Linked DNA regions of Rattus norvegicus: region 1 is linked to region 2. A link is a contact called in public Hi-C data. All regions are on one chromosome and are shown on one strand. The core of a region is the stretch at or near the end of the contact, and the rest is flanking DNA. Distances in the headings are between cores, read along the strand shown.

Region 1 (3,968 bases), core at 281-2,780, 160 kb before region 2:
TCCCTGACCCTGCCAATCACCCCTCCCAGAAGCCACAGCCTGGCTTACAATAACAGAGTATATCAAAGAAGACAGGAAAGAAAACAAGACAGTGGCAAGGTCAAGAGAGGACAAGAACACGGTGCTGATACCCCACGGAAACTGGGAAGCAGAGAGCCATACACTAACGGCATCAGATGTATTTCCCAGAAAAGGCAACCCTGCCGTAAAGACCGATACCCTGCCAAAATCAGCTCTTACTGCGTTAAAATCTCTGTGGGAAGTAACTCTAAGACCAGACTGTGACAGAGTCAGTCAAAGGGAAGTACTGTTCCCAGAATCGCTTTGCATCCCACAAGTTTAAACCAGTGCAGGGTGGCAACTGTCCTGCCCATGTCTTCTCCAGTGTGGCGATCTCCCATGCACAGAAATCCTCTCAGAATCGCCATTCTACACGGAGGCCTCTGCATGAAAGCATGCCTAGTCCATGCTATACTTTGATCACAAAGTCAGCAGGATTAAAGAGGAGAGCCTGGTCCTGAGAAGCTGGGAGGGATTTGAAGTTTAAAACACCACTCTTGTTGTATGGAATTGGGAAAGTCACTAGGTTTCTTTGAGTCTCTCAGAATTATTTTGAGAATTTAATGTCCTGGCATATGGTATGTTCCCAATATATGTTTATTAAAGACAGCTATATCAAAAAAAAAAAAAAAAAAAACTTGGATGGCCGCTTCTTCCTTTACCAGGGCAGTTCTCTTCTGAACCCCTGACCTACTCTCTCACACTGTATTTCCTGCCTCAGTCCCTTTGCTCTTGCTTGCTCTGCATAAAATCTCCTCTGGTCCCACCTTCGAAGGTTGGTCCTACTTTCCATCCATAGTGGCTCAAACACTCATCTCCATCGCCGTGACACTAAATGACTCTTACGATTTCTAAAGTAATTTTTGTTGAAGGGAAGGTCTCACTATGTCACCCTCACTGGCCTAGAACTTGCTGTGCAGATCAGGTTGGCTTCAAACTCAATACCTGCCTGCCTCTGCCTCCCAAGGGCTAAGGTTAAAGTAGTACGCCACCATTGTCCAGTTTTTGTAAGCTTTTTACAGTTGGTTATTTTATGACATCTATTGTGGCCATTCACATAAAACAGAGTACCCAGCACGAAGCATCCTCAGTTATAGCACTTAATAAAGCAGTTATGGACTAGAAGAATATCAACTTCTTTCTCTAGTATAAAATCCACCTTCTGACAGAGCAGCAGCAAACAACTGCTGGTCATCACCTCAGGCACCGCAGGATGGGGAAGTGGCCAGGAGTCCAAACTAAGATAGTTGGCACGCTGCTCTTTGCACCCAAGGAGTTAAATGGAGTCCTGGGGAGATAAAAATCTCTGGTTTTACTGTTTAGTGAGGCTGCCTGACAAATGAAGATCCAGCTGCAATTGGAACATTCCAAGCTCGCAAGGCGCCAAGTTTTACTAACTATAATTTAACTGGTCCGACTGCTGCAGTCCAAATTCTTGTTTGGATAATCAGCCTTTGTTTGAATACGCTCACAAACAGCACAGGCTAGCATTAGCCTCTGAGCATGTCATGTGAGCTGATTACCCCAGCTCGCAGTAGCAGAAACTCATACACAGAGGAGGATTATTTTCCTGGTATTACTGTTAGCTAACATATAATCAGTACCCCCACCCCAGTCTACATCTCTCTTCCACAGCCTTCACCAACCAACCAACCAACCTCTCCCCCCACCAACCAAACCCCCCTCTTCTCTCTCTCTCTCTCTGTCTTCAAAAGTCTTTCAAGTTCAAGCAAAGTTGAAGGGTGAAAAGGTCAAGAAAGTTTCGTGGCTGTGGCTGCTTAGAGAGAGGTAGGCTGAGCCAGGGTCTTGCACTCAACATCCACTAAAAGCTCAAGACTCTCATATTTCACTGTATTCCGCAGTACACGGGCGCCTTGACACAATCTGTTTGGAATGAAATTAAGCCCTTGTTAATAAATTTTAACATAATAGAATAACTCCACCTGCCAAACCATCACATCCGTGCACGAGCAACTCAAGTGGCTTAACTCATTTGTCAAAAATGCCAAATTCTCCAACTTGTCCATTTCAGACAAAAGATACTCATTCGGGACCAGGGCAGCCCGCCTGTCTGCAATCCATTGGCTATAAATACTGGAGAAAGACTGGAAATCCTGCACCTATTCTGTCTTCCAGCCTTTACCCAGCCAGTCATAGAGCCTGGAGGAGCCAACACATCTGAAGTGCCTGGGACAGAGCAGGGCTGACCTAGAAAACACTGTATTCCTTCTCGGTGGGAAGTTTGGAGTCAGACATGTGGCGTTCACAATCAGTGTGAACGCTGTTGGCTGGTCAACACCACAGCTCAGGGTGAGCAGAATCATCAGCCATGGACGGGAACATGGCTGATAAGGTGATGCGATCCAGGAAACTGCGAATGAGACTGCATGGCAATCTGGACATGGAGGTGTCATCTCCTCCCAGCAGTCATTGTGTGGGCAGCCACAGGGCACCCCAGAGGAGGACAGCCCTTTCCTCTGGAGGGAGGGCGGAGGTTTTAGTCTTATACAGCCATTTACAAGTCTCAAAGGTCTTTGTTGAGATGGGTAGGAATCAGAACATGTCAGCCTGCTCACAGTCAGAGAGGAGGACATGGGGAACCAAGGCAATCCTTTCTAGGTCAAAAGTCCAGAGCCCTCCTAGTGCTACGGACACAGGGTCTTGGGAAACATAGGAGGGAGGTAGGAACTAGGTAGGACCAAGTGGGCAGAGTCGAGCAAGTTTCAGAGTATCCATCTCCTCTTTCCTCAGGAAGAGAGGTTTCTGCTGTAAATCTGTGACTTCCGCAGGCTTAGACCTTTGTGTTAATGAATCACAGCTACAGCTACCTGAAGTCACAGTGCAGCTCATGGTATCTCTCCTTCCTCCTTCCTGATGTGGGGAGAGAGTAAAAAGAAAAAACATTCCTAAGACTCAATTCGCTTTCATCAGAATTATGGAGTGGTGCAGTTGGAAGAAAGCTCGACAAAAAACAGAGCAACAGAGCACACAGAGCACAGAGGAGCCAGAGAGGGTCCTCTCAGCACCTCCTTCACCAAGTTCTCCTCTCCTTCTGCTTGGAGTCCTGTGCAAAACTACTAGAAAACAGCATCTGCGTTCAGAGAGACAGGATGAGAGGCAGACTTAAAAGTGAAAGAATTTGCCCGACCTTTCATTTTTAAGTTACACAAGAAAAACAAAACAAAAACTGGAGGGACAAAGGCTGCAGCCAGCCCAGAGTCCCTCGGTGAACTGGGGAGGGTTCCTAGAGCCCTTCTCCGGTCTTCCAGCCCCATTCAGGCTCCAGATATGGAGCAGGTGGGCTTACCCCTTGTTTGGGTCCTCTCTTTACTCAGTCTTGACAGGGAAGATACAGTTGAAACACTTCATAGGAATATTTACCTAGCACAGAAGGCCAGGCTAACATTCTCTTCCAAAACTGGATTATAGCCTATGAGGAGCTGGGCTGATGGGCTGGTTTCAGCTAGAAACTTGTTTCTGCAAAAGACATTAGCCACACAAGGGTCTGGGAAACTCAGAGTTTACTAGGGATCTGTAAAAGCTTGGGGTCAAAACTTCCCTGGAGCGCAAAGGTGTGAAGCTTCCGAGGGGAGACTTGGGCTGTCAGAACCTGCCCCATCAGCTCTAACCTTCATTATCCCACCCTGGCTTCCATCATTCCCTTAAGAGCACAGCCAGATAATACAGAGGGGTGGGGGAGGGATTCTTAGAGCCTTCTTAAGTAATAACAAGGTTTATCACACTCCTACTCCTAATAGTCACCCCTTTAGTCCCCAGGGACTGTCACTTGGCTACAGATCACTGCAAAGCAATGGCTTCTTCTAGGCCTGAAACCAACACAGAGGCACAGGGCTCCATCTGGAAACACAGTCAGACTGAAGCAAATTCCGTGAAATTCCCAACTGAGA
Region 2 (4,339 bases), core at 1,214-3,713:
GACAAATTAAAGCAGCAATTCTGTGAAAGAACAGAAGAATATCATTTAAAAATCTGAATTGCAAAAAATAAAAATAAAAATAAAAATAAAAAAGCCACAGACAATTCTTATCATGCTGAAAGCTCTGGTTCTTCGGTTTGACCTGTTTTCAGTTGTGTTTACTGTCATTGATCTTACTGCCACAGACTGCTGACGTAGAATAGCTGGCTTCAGGATTCTAGCACTGACTTACTATGCTTATTGGAAACAAATTTCTATCTCTGGAAGGAAAGCCACCTCACATGATCTTTCCCGACTCCTGCCACCTGCATATAAAGATGGAAGGCCTGTGCTCGAGACATGGCTCATCCTTCATGCAGACACGAGGTCCCACAGACACGGGTGAGGTGGGCTAGGAACCACATGTTCTCATCCCGGTCTGAAAAAGCATTTCCTCAAACATCGTATACTACAAAGACTCAGAGGCAAATGGATTATGTTGAGGATGAAAATGGAGAGAAGGGAAAAAACAAAACAGTGTGCTTTGTGGCTGCTCTGGAGGAGTGCGCACCAGGTCAGGTTTGCAGCGCGTCATATTCCCAAACCAGTCATCATTAATGGACTCACTTCCACAGGAAAGAAAAAAAAGCCAAGAGTCTGAAAACTCCGGACAAAAGAAATCCCTGCAGACAAAGTAAAAACAAATTAAAAGACCCATTATAAAACACAGATGCTACAAGGAAAATAAACTTTCCAAGATTTACTGGGCTTTGACAAACTAGGACATTTGTGGAAAAGCCATCAGCAGCAACTCCCAGGTAATGTGGGAGGAAGCTCGGCTCCTTTCTGGTTTATCTTTACCCTCTGTGCAGAAGCTGCCAGGACTGGATTCCCAGCTTCTGGATACAGGGATGTGAGAACATGTGAACGAGGCAAGCTGCCAAGCACGAGACATTTCTAAGGGAAGCAAGATCCCGAAAGTGCTGAGCACTTCACATTGTGCTGAAGCCAGAGCTGCTATCAGCACACTGTGTGCATGGACTTCTTCAGGGCAAGTGGAAGGAGACCACGGAACAAATGAATGAGAGGCCATCCCCTCCTCGATCCTCTTTGCTGCTCAATCACACCATGAAGCAGGAAAAAGAAAACCACAAAAGCAGTACTCAGCAATTACAGCTCAGAAATCTTCTGTAAGGGGGAGCTCAGAGTGGGAGACAGACGAGAATCCCATTTCCTTACAGGTTAACAGAAGCATGAGATACAAGTGGTCATGAGTGGGAGCCATAGGAAGATTCCTTAAGAAGGAAAGTTGTGAGAAAGAAAACAGACAACAAACAATGGGGTGTTCGAAGAGTCTTAGGAGGTCACTGGGACAGCAGTTAGCAGATCTGCAGTTTTCTGGGGTTTCCTGCGCTCCCTGGACACAGGGCCCTAAGCCACATCAGACATCAGACAGGCTCTATAAAGGGTTACTACAGACATTATCCTTGTCTCAGTAAACCACATGCCTCTCAGTCCAATTGGTCTGTTTCATCAATCTCCACACACTAAAGGAATCTGCCAGAGTTGAGGGGCTCTGCCTCTCACCCCTTCAAGGACCCAGGCTGCAGTAATGGCAACTGTATTTGGAAATTAAAATAACAAAGGCACCCTCAAACCCAAGCTCATTGTGGGTTCCTGGTACTCCACAAAAAACAAATCTAAAGAAACACCTTTTCTCCAAATATTTCCTTATCTCCATCCTCCTCCCAACACTCTCCCTACTCTTCAGACAGCACAGAAATGTCCTACTGTCTACATTCCCAGAAGGAAGCTGGGTAAGAAGGTCTGAGCCTCTGTGCATTTGCACTGCCCATTTCACACAAAGTCAAAACTGCCAGTCTGCTTTTAATATTCCACCATGGACTTGATGGGTATAAAACAGCAACATTTACCAAAGAGTTTTAAGTTAATTTTGGAGTTGAAAAGCTGACTTCTTGACTCTGTCCAAAAGAGTACAATAGTAGCTTGTTCTAAAACAATCACTGAGCAGTGGGGCTCTGCAAAGCCAGAGCCTGCTTAGCTCTCACTTGTGGTCTAATTTAACATTAAAGTATCCTCAACCAACTCTCAACTATTAGTTAATCAAAATCAAATCCTTTAAAGATGTGTGTATGTGTGTGTGTGTGTGTGTGTGTGTGTGTGTGTGTGTGTGTGTGTGTGTGTGTGTGTTTAAAGTACCCAGTGTAAACTGGAATTTCTAGCACATGGGTTGCTGAGTGTTTTTTTTTTCTGCCCCCTCCCTCCCTCTTTCCCTCCCTCCCCCAGGCCCCAAGCCCTCCTCCTTTCCCTCTCTTAGATGAGGATGACAACCTTCCCAGCTGCAGCGCCTGGACTCTCCTGCCTGCCTCCTTTCTGACCTTTTCTCAGGCTTGTTCTAGTACAGTCTGCAATCTACTCAGTAGGAAAAGGAAACAGCAGGGCCCTGGTGAGAGACGGCGCCTTTGGACCCAAGGACCAGGCCAGGAACCTCAGCAGGAGAGGCAAGGAAAATGAGCTCTGGACAAGGAAGCTGGACACAGTTTAACTGTGCAGACCTAAACAGAGGCGACTATCCAAGGACCAGCCCAGCCGCAGTTCTTACAGCAGAGACTGTTGCTTCCTGGGAAGGCGGCAGATACAGAAAACACTGCAACATTTAAAATCAAGCAAAGACATTGGTGCTTTTTCTAAGAAAACTTCCTGGTGCCACAGTGAGGACTATAGGTACTTATGGGAAGCACTCCATGTCTCTCAGGTGGAGACACTTCTCAATGACATTCTGCTGCTGCACTTAGAATGGCCCAGAACTCACCATCTGGTGCTCCCCAGGATCAAGAAGAATTAAAAGAATACTTCCAAGAGAACTCATATTATGCCATCATGGAGTTGTTTCAAACATATATTTATACATAACACATTACACTTGTGTCAATACGTCAACAGGTCATTCTCTAGCTGTTCTTTCCTGAGTCTTAGAATACCCTCACCTGTTCCTTACTCTTAAAGCAGTGCACGCTATTTTAATGTGTAGAAGCAAGCACTTCCTGGAAGATAAAATGAACATACGGAAAGTCACTATTACAAAGCCTGTATGTACACTAAGTATACTTTATTCCAAAAGGGCAGTTTGTGGCTGGAATGGGGAGTGATGAAGTTGGGAGAAATAAGGCTGAGGAGCTGGGATGGCTACACAGCTCAAGTACACAGAGGAAGAAAAAGGGCACAAAAGAGAAAACAGGAGAAATTCTATTGAAGTTTTAAAAAACTAAACAAAATTTAACATTAATGAAAAATTTTTTAAAGTAAATGATCTATTTATGATCACACAATCAAAACAAGTTAAAACTCAATGAATAAAACCTGTGGGACATTCATTACCTCAGTTTATTATCTCAGAGCACTCCTACATTTTAGGAACAAAGAAATTTAATAAGATCCAGTGTTCTTAATCCTTAGTAAGCTTTACTAGCTCTGACTCCTTTTTTAACCTGAGATTAGACAATTCATTCAACAAAGGCTGAAATCCCAGAAAATGGTCTATATTTATACGGATACTCATGGAAAAAGTAAGACAGCTGGACAGAGATTGACTATACATCGTCTAAATACTGTGCATACCCTTCCCATGAATATAAAACAAAGAGAAAAGATTTTGAGCCATTTCCCCTAAGATTCACATTCCTGCCCCAAGTTGTAGTTCCAATGTATCACTCTGAGATGAGAGGCTGAGGCAGAATTGCCTGGAAATTGACCAAGCAATGGCTAAGCAGCCAGTACCAGGCCAGCCAGGGCTACACCGCAATAATCCATCTTGAAATAACCATGATAGCACATGGAACGCTGCGCTCTCCTCTGAAGCAAGCTCAGATCAAAGGTAAGCTCACGTGACACTGAGACTGGGGCAAGAAAAGCAAGGCAGGATCCGACCTCAGCAACCCTGGGCCGACTCCTCACCTCGCTCTCAATTGACTTGTACCATGACGGCGGAGGAGGCAGACCGACCAAGCACTACCTCTTTTACACCAGTACACACATGACGTATAAAGTATCAGGAATTCATTCAGAAACAACGAGCAGCCGCACTGTGCAATAGGAGGAGGCACTGAATTAGCTGCAATCAATAAAGTATTCTTTCTCTTTCTTTATGTAAATAGCAAGTTTGTTTGGACAGTTTCATTAAAAGCCTCCTCTCTCTATTACCCAAGTTCAGAGTCTGCAGAGAAGTACCAGCATAAAACCCTATTTAAAAAAAAAAAAAAGAGTACTAAGTAGCACATGGAAAATTAAAAAAAAATGACAATCTGAACTTTTTAAACCATTCCTGTCCTTGTAGATGATT

The links. A called contact is a pair of places that touch in the nucleus more often than the background predicts.
Region 1: a Hi-C map of liver shows a contact between it and region 2, with 2.8 times the contacts expected there. The contact joins two enhancer-like sites. A contact is called at or near these places in 4 of 12 Hi-C or Micro-C datasets (the Rat2 cell line, kidney, liver and 1 more).

The regions. Positions count from the first base shown.
Region 1 is chr10:71,038,208-71,042,175 of GRCr8, reverse strand. All of the region lies in intron 24 of Bcas3 (BCAS3, microtubule associated cell migration factor), which reads right to left. The region is part of intron 1 of LOC134480843 (large ribosomal subunit protein eL21-like); the gene reads left to right. Among named protein-coding and RNA genes, the nearest start is that of Tbx2, 140 kb to the left of the region's middle. Within about 2 kb of position 1,530, at least 9 of the 93 cell types and tissues checked have an H3K27ac peak or open chromatin away from gene starts, as enhancers often do. A contact at or near this core is called in liver, where this site is marked.
Region 2 is chr10:70,879,030-70,883,368 of GRCr8, reverse strand. All of the region lies in intron 16 of Bcas3 (BCAS3, microtubule associated cell migration factor), which reads right to left. All of the region lies in intron 1 of LOC134480843 (large ribosomal subunit protein eL21-like), which reads left to right. Among named protein-coding and RNA genes, the nearest start is that of Bcas3, 170 kb to the right of the region's middle. Within about 2 kb of position 2,463, at least 4 of the 93 cell types and tissues checked have an H3K27ac peak or open chromatin away from gene starts, as enhancers often do. A contact at or near this core is called in liver, where this site is marked.